Linked DNA regions of Mus musculus: region 2 is linked to region 1. A link is a contact called in public ChIA-PET data. All regions are on one chromosome and are shown on one strand. Each heading gives the region's core, a stretch centred on a gene start, on an enhancer-like site or on the middle of the called end of the contact. The rest is flanking DNA. Distances are from core to core; before and after follow the strand shown. Region 1 holds the start of Kcnn4 (potassium intermediate/small conductance calcium-activated channel, subfamily N, member 4). Region 2 holds the start of Zfp61 (zinc finger protein 61).

Evidence for each region. ChIA-PET counts read pairs in DNA pulled down with a chosen protein or histone mark.
Region 2: an RNA polymerase II ChIA-PET map of effector CD8 T cells shows a contact between it and region 1, with 15 read pairs. The contact joins the promoter of Zfp61 here to the promoter of Kcnn4 in region 1. A contact is called at or near these places in 7 of 39 promoter capture datasets (the C10 cell line, cranial neural crest, embryonic stem cells and 2 more), 1 of 15 datasets of contacts at CTCF or cohesin (CD8 T cells), 2 of 484 Hi-C or Micro-C datasets (germinal center B cells and morula), 2 of 115 datasets of contacts at active chromatin or transcription factors (the SCID.adh cell line and effector CD8 T cells) and 3 of 9 other capture datasets (adipose tissue, liver and pancreatic islet).

What each region holds. Positions count from the first base shown.
Region 1 is chr7:24,368,334-24,371,972 of GRCm38.p6, forward strand. It overlaps Kcnn4 (potassium intermediate/small conductance calcium-activated channel, subfamily N, member 4), which reads left to right and starts at 1,930. Exons shown (of 9, transcript NM_008433.4): 1 at 1,930-2,262. The coding sequence starts at 2,104.
Region 2 is chr7:24,297,804-24,301,424 of GRCm38.p6, forward strand. Zfp61 (zinc finger protein 61) reads right to left here and starts at 1,746. Exons shown (of 7, transcript NM_009561.2): 1 at 1,390-1,746; 2 at 471-572.

The DNA.
Region 1 (3,639 bases), core at 680-3,179:
ACCTGCAGGGGTCTGTTCTCTCCTTCCACCATACAGGCTCTGGGATTTGAACTCAGTTAGTGCCCTTAAACCCCATGAGTCTTGTCACTAGTCCTGCACCTCATTTTTTGGAAACTTCGTCTTTCACACCAACAGGAACTCACTGATTCGATTAGAATGGCTCCACCCATCTGACTACATCATCTCCCCACTCAGGGCTGGGGTTGCAGGTATGTGCCTGTGCACCTACGGTTTTTTTTTTTTAACTACTTGTTTTATTTTAGTCTTATTTGTGCTTGAGCATGCATTCGTGGCGTGTGTGTGTGTGTGTGTGTGTGTGTGTGTGTGTGTGTGTGTAAATGTGCATGTAACACCCAGTCTGACTCAGTGAAATAGCTCTGTTACTTATATCAGGATATATGCCCACGCTGAGGGCCTTTCTCTTCCCTGAGTGTGGTGTTTGTGTGGCCATGCACATGGGAGTATAACGGGTATGTGTATTGTGCGTGATGTTGGATTGATGGTGTGCTAATCTGGACGTTGGTGTTCTTGTGGGTCCGAATCCAACCCCATCCCCTCCAAAGGGTTCATATCATCCTGGACTGTGTCCTGTGTGGCTAGAATGTCCTAGAATGTCCAACGCTGGGTAGGCGTTGCTTGCACACTTCCATTGACTGTTCTCTGTGCTAAGGTATGCAGAGTGTCAAGTGCACCAGTGTATGTCAGGATCAATGTCAGGTGTGTGTGTGTGTGTGTGTGTGTGTGAGTCCCACACACAATGATGTGAGCTAGTGTGCATTTCCTGTTTTCTGGGCGCTGGATGACAGTGTCTGCCACCACAGGTGTTTACACATATGGGGCATCTCTCTGTGTTTCACATTCACACCCCCTTGTGTGTCTGTTGACGCATGTGTGTTGTGCCTGGTGATTCTTACAAATTGGTGTGCTCAGACCTGCTGTGTATTTGTGTGGCTCCTGGTACATGTCCCGTGTGGTCGTTGATGCTTAGCTCTTTGTATCGTAGAATATTATAGTGTTTTACTTGGTTTTGGTTTTGGAAACAGGGTCTCATGTGGCCCAGGCAGACCTTGAACTCATAGTTGACAATGATTGAGACCTGCTGATCCTCCTGGCCCCAGTTTCCTAGTACCAAGAGTCAGGCATGCACCATTGCCCACTTTATGCCATGCTGGGATCTACCTCAGAGAGTCTGTGATTCAAAGGAGCCCACTAACAGCTGCACTCCATCCCTGGTCCCACTTAAAAATTATCATTTAAGATTTATTTTTTTTTATGCGCATGCATGTATGTGAATATCAGCCACATGTGTCAGGGGCTCCCAAAAACCAGGAAAAGGGCGTCATCTCCTGGAGTTGAAGTTACAGGTGGTTTCAAGCCACCCACCCAGCAAGTAGGTGCTAGAAACGGAAGTTATACTCCTCTGGAGAGGAGCGCTCACTTTCACTCGCTGTGCCTGACTTTCCAGCCCCTCCCCCGCCCCACTTTGAATGTGTGACTGCGTGAGCTCAACCTTTGGGTGGCCCCGTGTGCAATGGGACGCTGCTGCCCTGCTAAGTGCTGGCGTGTGTCACACCATGTGTGTGTGTGGTGTCTGGGTGTGGCTGTGGGTTTCTGAACTTTCAGGAGTGTGAGTCACTTCTGTGGAGGTTGTGTGGTGTGTGCTGGTGTGTTGGGCTCCGTCTCCGGTCTGTCATAGGGTGCTCTGTGGTGTCTGGGTGTGGTGGGGGTTTTAGGTGTGTACCACAGAGTGCAAACGGTTGGAGAGTCACAACCTATTGTGTCAGTGTGTCTTTGCCCACGTGGATGAACTCTTCTTCCTTGCCCGGGACCACAAGACACACCCCAGCCCCTCCTTAGTCTTAGAAGGGAATGGGATAGCCAGCCTCCCCCTACCCAGGGACCTCCCCGTCCCTCCCCGCCCTGCCCTGCCTGCTGCAGTTACCACTCCCCAGAGGGCACAGGGCTAGGCTGTGCCTTCCAGCAAAAGTCCCAGAGTGAGCAGAACAGGCCGCTGGCCTGGAAGCCAAGCTGGCTGCCATTTGCGTACTGAGAGGTGGGGGACCCTGGGCAGGAAGCTGGCTGAGCCCCAAGACCTCAGGGGCCATGGGCGGGGAGCTGGTGACTGGCCTGGGGGCCCTGAGACGGAGAAAGCGCCTGCTGGAGCAGGAGAAGAGGGTGGCCGGCTGGGCGTTGGTGCTGGCGGGAACTGGCATCGGACTCATGGTTCTGCACGCTGAGATGTTGTGGTTCCTGGGCTGCAAGGTGAGTGGGGCCTTCCACCGAGCAGGGAAGGGACGGGGAGCCTGGTGTGAGGGAGGAGGGCTGGGGTCTGCACCCCTGGGTCTGAGGGAGGAGGGCTGGGGTCTGCACCCCTGGGTCTGAGGGAAGAGAGCTGGGGTCTGCACCCCTGGGTGTGAGGGAGGAGGGCTGGGGTCTGCACCCCTGGGTCTGAGGGAAGAGGGCTGGGGTCTGCACCCCTGGGTCTGAGGGAAGAGAGCTGGGGTCTGCACCCCTGGGTGTGAGGGAGGAGGGCTGGGGTCTGCACCCCTGGGTGTGAGGGAGGAGGGCTGGGGTCTGGACCCCTGGGTCTGAGGGAGGAGGGCTGGGGTCTGATCCCCTGGGTCTGAGGGAGGAGGGCTAGGGTCTGGACCCCTGGGTCTGAGGGAGGAGGGCTGGGGTCTGATCCCCTGGATCTGAGGGAAGAGAGCTGGAGTCTGCACCCCTGAGTGTGAGGGAAGGGGACTGGGGTCTTACACCCCTGAGTGTTAGAGAGCAAAGCTAGGAGATCTTATACTCCTGGGCATGAGGGAGGAAGGCTGGCATCTTCCACCCCGGGGTGTGAAGAAGAGAGGAGAGCTGGGGTGTGAGGGAGAAAGGTTGGGGTCTGCACCCCTGGGTGTGGGAGAAGAGAGCTGGTCTGGACTCCTGGGTCTAAGGGAGGAGAACTGAGGTCTTACACTTCTTAAGGTCTAAGAGAAGAAGGCTGGGTCTGGACCCCTGGATGTGATGGAGGTAGATGGGGGGTCTGTACCCCTGAAACCTGAGCTAGTGTGATATCGTCCTCCCCCCAGCTCCCCCCAACCTACACACACACACACACACACACACACACACACACACACACGCACACACACGTACGCACACATGGGAGACAGTTCTCAGTGTTAGCCTTTGGGTAAGTGTTATCAGACAGACCACTGGGGGTCTGGGCCTTGTTGAGGCCCATACAAGGCTGATCCTTGATAGCCTAGCTCTGGTGAAGGGAGGGCTGGCAAGGGAGAAAGACGTTGTCATTAGGCGTCTCCTTGCTCCTTATCTAGCCACTGCCATTTACCCAGTGCCACCAGGCAGTGCTCTGAAGTAACTGACAGAGGAGACTGTGGGGAGTGGAGCCTTCACCCCACCCTTACCATACAGAAGTGCCATTACCCCCAGAAGGCACCACTCACCAGATAGTGGTCTACTGTGGTTTGAAATCCTTCATCCCTGTGGAAGAGGAGACTTGGGGTTCAGGCTCAAGAGTCTGCAGGAAGAGCCTCAAAAAATCTCACCAGGCAATGGATCCAAGCACTAGAGAAGTCAGGGGAGGGAGGCTGGGGGGGGGCGGCAGGCAAGAGAATCAGAAGGTTAAGCCCAGCC
Region 2 (3,621 bases), core at 496-2,995, 71 kb before region 1:
CCATACATGTACACACACACACATGTACACACACACGTACACACACACAGGTCTCAATAAATGTACAAAGCCCGCTCTCAAGATCCCTGCAAGCCAGTGCTAACCTATATTCATGATACTGGCTGGCTTCCTCTGGGAGCTTGGACCAGTAAAATGTGGGTTTGAACAGCCTATTGTCAGAGGCTAGCCTGGGATATGGCCCCCACCCTTGGGTTCTTGGAAAGAAAACTCTTTTACCCTCTCATGCAGTGCCAAGGCTTAGAAACCCCCGCTTGTGGGTTTTTTTTTTTTCCTTTATCCATCCCTTCACCTAGTGCTGGGGGTCACTCTCCTTCCTGTCCCATCGGGAAGGTCTGTGGCCCAAGTTCAAAGTAGGACAAGGATGTTCGTGTGCTTGCTTCCGAGTTGTGGTGCCTGGTGGTCTCTTCGGGGTTTCTGCCATCTGGGCACAACACTCTGTATAGACTCACCTCTAATAAAAGTTAATCCCAGGTGTACGACCCACACATCCTCCAGCGTCAGCCAATCTTAGTCACTTATGGCTTCCAGCACTGCTTTTTGGGAAGTCAGGGCTGCAGGGAAACCAAAAATTGTAAAATTATAAAATTCCCTACATTACATCTCACAGTTCCTGCCCCAGTACCTGCTGCAAGCAGCCAGCTCCTTCCTCTAAAGGTCATAGATGGGTCACAACTGTGACGGCCAAGAACTGGATGAAGTATTACTATGGTCTCTCCATGAGACCTGCATGCCAGGCAGTTTTGAGTGTTTCACCATCCTTTTTTTTTTTTTTTTCTCTCCAAGTATGCTACTAGGAAGGTCTAATGTCTGTCTTTTGCAGAACACCCAAGATATGCACAGAGAGATCTGCTAGTGCGGCAGGGGCAGAAGCAGAGCCGACTAGGGGGTGGAGAAGGTGGGCGCCGCGGGAGCAGGGAGGGAGCTGCAGAAGGGGAGCGGTGGCCGCAGGCGGAGAGGGGGGCTGCAGGAGGGAGGTGGCTGCAGGAGTGAGGGGGACTACAGGAAGGGAGAGGGGGCTTCAGAGAGGAAAAGAGGGCTGCAGGGAGGGAGGGGGGTAACGAGGGGAGAGGGAAACTGCAGAAGGGGAGGGCTGCTGCAGGCGGGAGGGCTGCTGCGGGCCGGAAGAGGGGGTCTGAGGGCAGGGAGAGTGGGTTGCAAGAAAGGGCTGCAGGACCAGAGAAGGAGATTGAAGGCAGGAGAGGGCTGCGGGCAGGAGGGGAGGGGAGCTGCGGAATGGGAGAGAGAGGGCTGCAGGCAGGGAGAGGGGGCTGCGGGGACGGGGCGGGGCGGGGGCACTGCAGAAGCCGCTCGCGCCGAGGGCCTGCAGGCACCAGGACGCTCCCTCCGGAGCTCGCCGCTGCTCCTTACCTTTCAAACCTCGCTCCTTCCTTTTCACCCGAGACGCAATTGCTGTCGATCTCAGAAGCATCTAGCGGGTCATTCTGGAGGTTCCTGGCTAAAATAACTCAAATCCAGGGGGACAGATGGCTACAGGCTAGCCTGAAGCCGACGAGTTCCCAGAATTCCGCGTGGAGAAACCGTGCGTGACGCTCGGCTCCCTCAGTGGTAACGGAAGTGAGGATGCAGAGGCGCGGGTGGCCGGTCCCGAAGCTAGGGGAGGAGCACCATCCTCCCGTATTGGATTTCCCTGTTGTTTTTCATTTCCCATACTCCCTAAGAAAGTCTTGGACAGCAACGTCTTTACATTGGAGGATGTCTGCCTTAGGACGTATAGGCTTTGGCGCTGGAGAGATGACGTGGTGCGGAGAGCGCTACTAACTGCGGAGCTCAAAACCGTAGTTGCTCCAGCTCCGGAGGACCCGTCGCTCTCTCGTGGCGTCCTCGAGCACTGCATGTACAAGGTACACAGACAAAACATGCAGAGAAAACATCCATAAATAAATAAATAAATAAATAAATAAGTGAGTGAATAAATAAACTTTCCAAAATACTAAAATAAATAAATAAATAAAATAAATCATTTATTGGTGTGTTCATGCATGCGTGGGGAGCGTGCGTGCATGTTATGTGAGACCCCCGAAACTGGGGAGACCTCCGCTCAAGTCCCGGGATGAGCTGGCACCCCAATAAAACCACACCTGATGCAAAACCACAAGAGGCTTTATTGTCAGCTAGCTGAGGACCGCGCAGGGCAGGGGAGTTCGGCCCCCAGAGGTAACAGTAGGGGGGGGGTCTTTTAAAGGAAAAGTGAGGAATTGGGAGGAGTTGGGAGGAGAGTTGGCAACAGTTCTTCTCTGGCGAGGTGGGGGAGTGAGCTATAGCTCCTCTCCTGTGTCTATCTCCGTGTCCTTGGCACAGGGAGCCAAGCAAGGGCCTGGCTAGGTCTTCCTACAATTATCGCATCTCTGGTTGTAAGGCACAGAAAAAAAAAAAAAAAAAAAAAAAAAAAGCTTTTTGCTGGCTATAGAGAACAAAGAGCTTCTTTCTGGCTGTATCCCCAGAGATCGGGGAAAACGGGCTTGGGGGAACGCTCGGGGTCTCACAGTTACAGCGCAAATGAGGAAGTCATAGGACAGCGTACAGGAGTAAATCTCCTTGCAGTCACTATGTGGGTGCAGGGGACCCAACTCAGGTTGTCAGGCTGGGCAACAGGAGTGTTTACCTGCTGAGCCACCTTGCCAGCCCTTGAAAACTCATAAACCCCAGCACAAGAGCCAACTTTTTAAAAGGAGTGAAGATTCAAACATGGTTCAGCAATTTCAATAGAAATAAGAGTAGCAAACATGGACATGTTTATCTTTAGAATTTTTTTTAAAGAAATGGATATAGGCAAATTACCTTGTGGGGGGAAAATGATAACATGTGAGAACTGAACTATCGCATGTTGATGGCAAGAATACAAAGCGGACAGCTGTGTATTTTTTAAAGTTGCTCTTAGAAAAGTTAAATATATTACCATTGATCAACGTAGTAGTAATTCTAGATGTAAATGGCTGGCTGTTTCACAGCATAACCCATTCTCTTAACTCCCTCCTTCCAGTTTCCAGCCCAGGCCCCTTCAAACATTTCTCCCGGCCACTCCTCCCTCAGTTTTCCAACAGCGTAAACAGTCCTTCTCCGGCTTTCCCCATTCTAACCGCTCCAAGCTATAACATCGGCTCTGCCTGTCTACTCAGCTCAGCTTCTCCTGGCTCAGCTGTCTCAGAGTTCCTTCTGTCCCTACTGCCTTCTCCTCTACCCCGCCCCTTCGCTTCTACTAGCTCCGCCCCGGCCCCGCCCCCGGCCCCTTCTCCGCCAAAACTGGCTTTGTTCTCCTTGGTCTCCTGAAGTTTCTCAGTCCCTGCTTCTTTACAAGAAATGATGGAAGCTGTTGCCTATACAGTGAGAGCTTGCCTTTATTTCATTAGCTTGTTTCTCATCATTTTCTTTTCAATCAACTGAGCTCCGTGTTTATTTCACTGACTTTAGACTCAAGTTGGAGATAGTTACTGTGGCCCATAGCTGACTCAGAAACCACTTTTGGCATAAAAATAGATTGATTATTTTAAATATGCAATTCCTTTTTCTTGCTTTCTAATTCTTTTGGAATTTTTTTAAAGATTTACTTATTTTATGTATGTGAGTACACTGTCGCTGTAG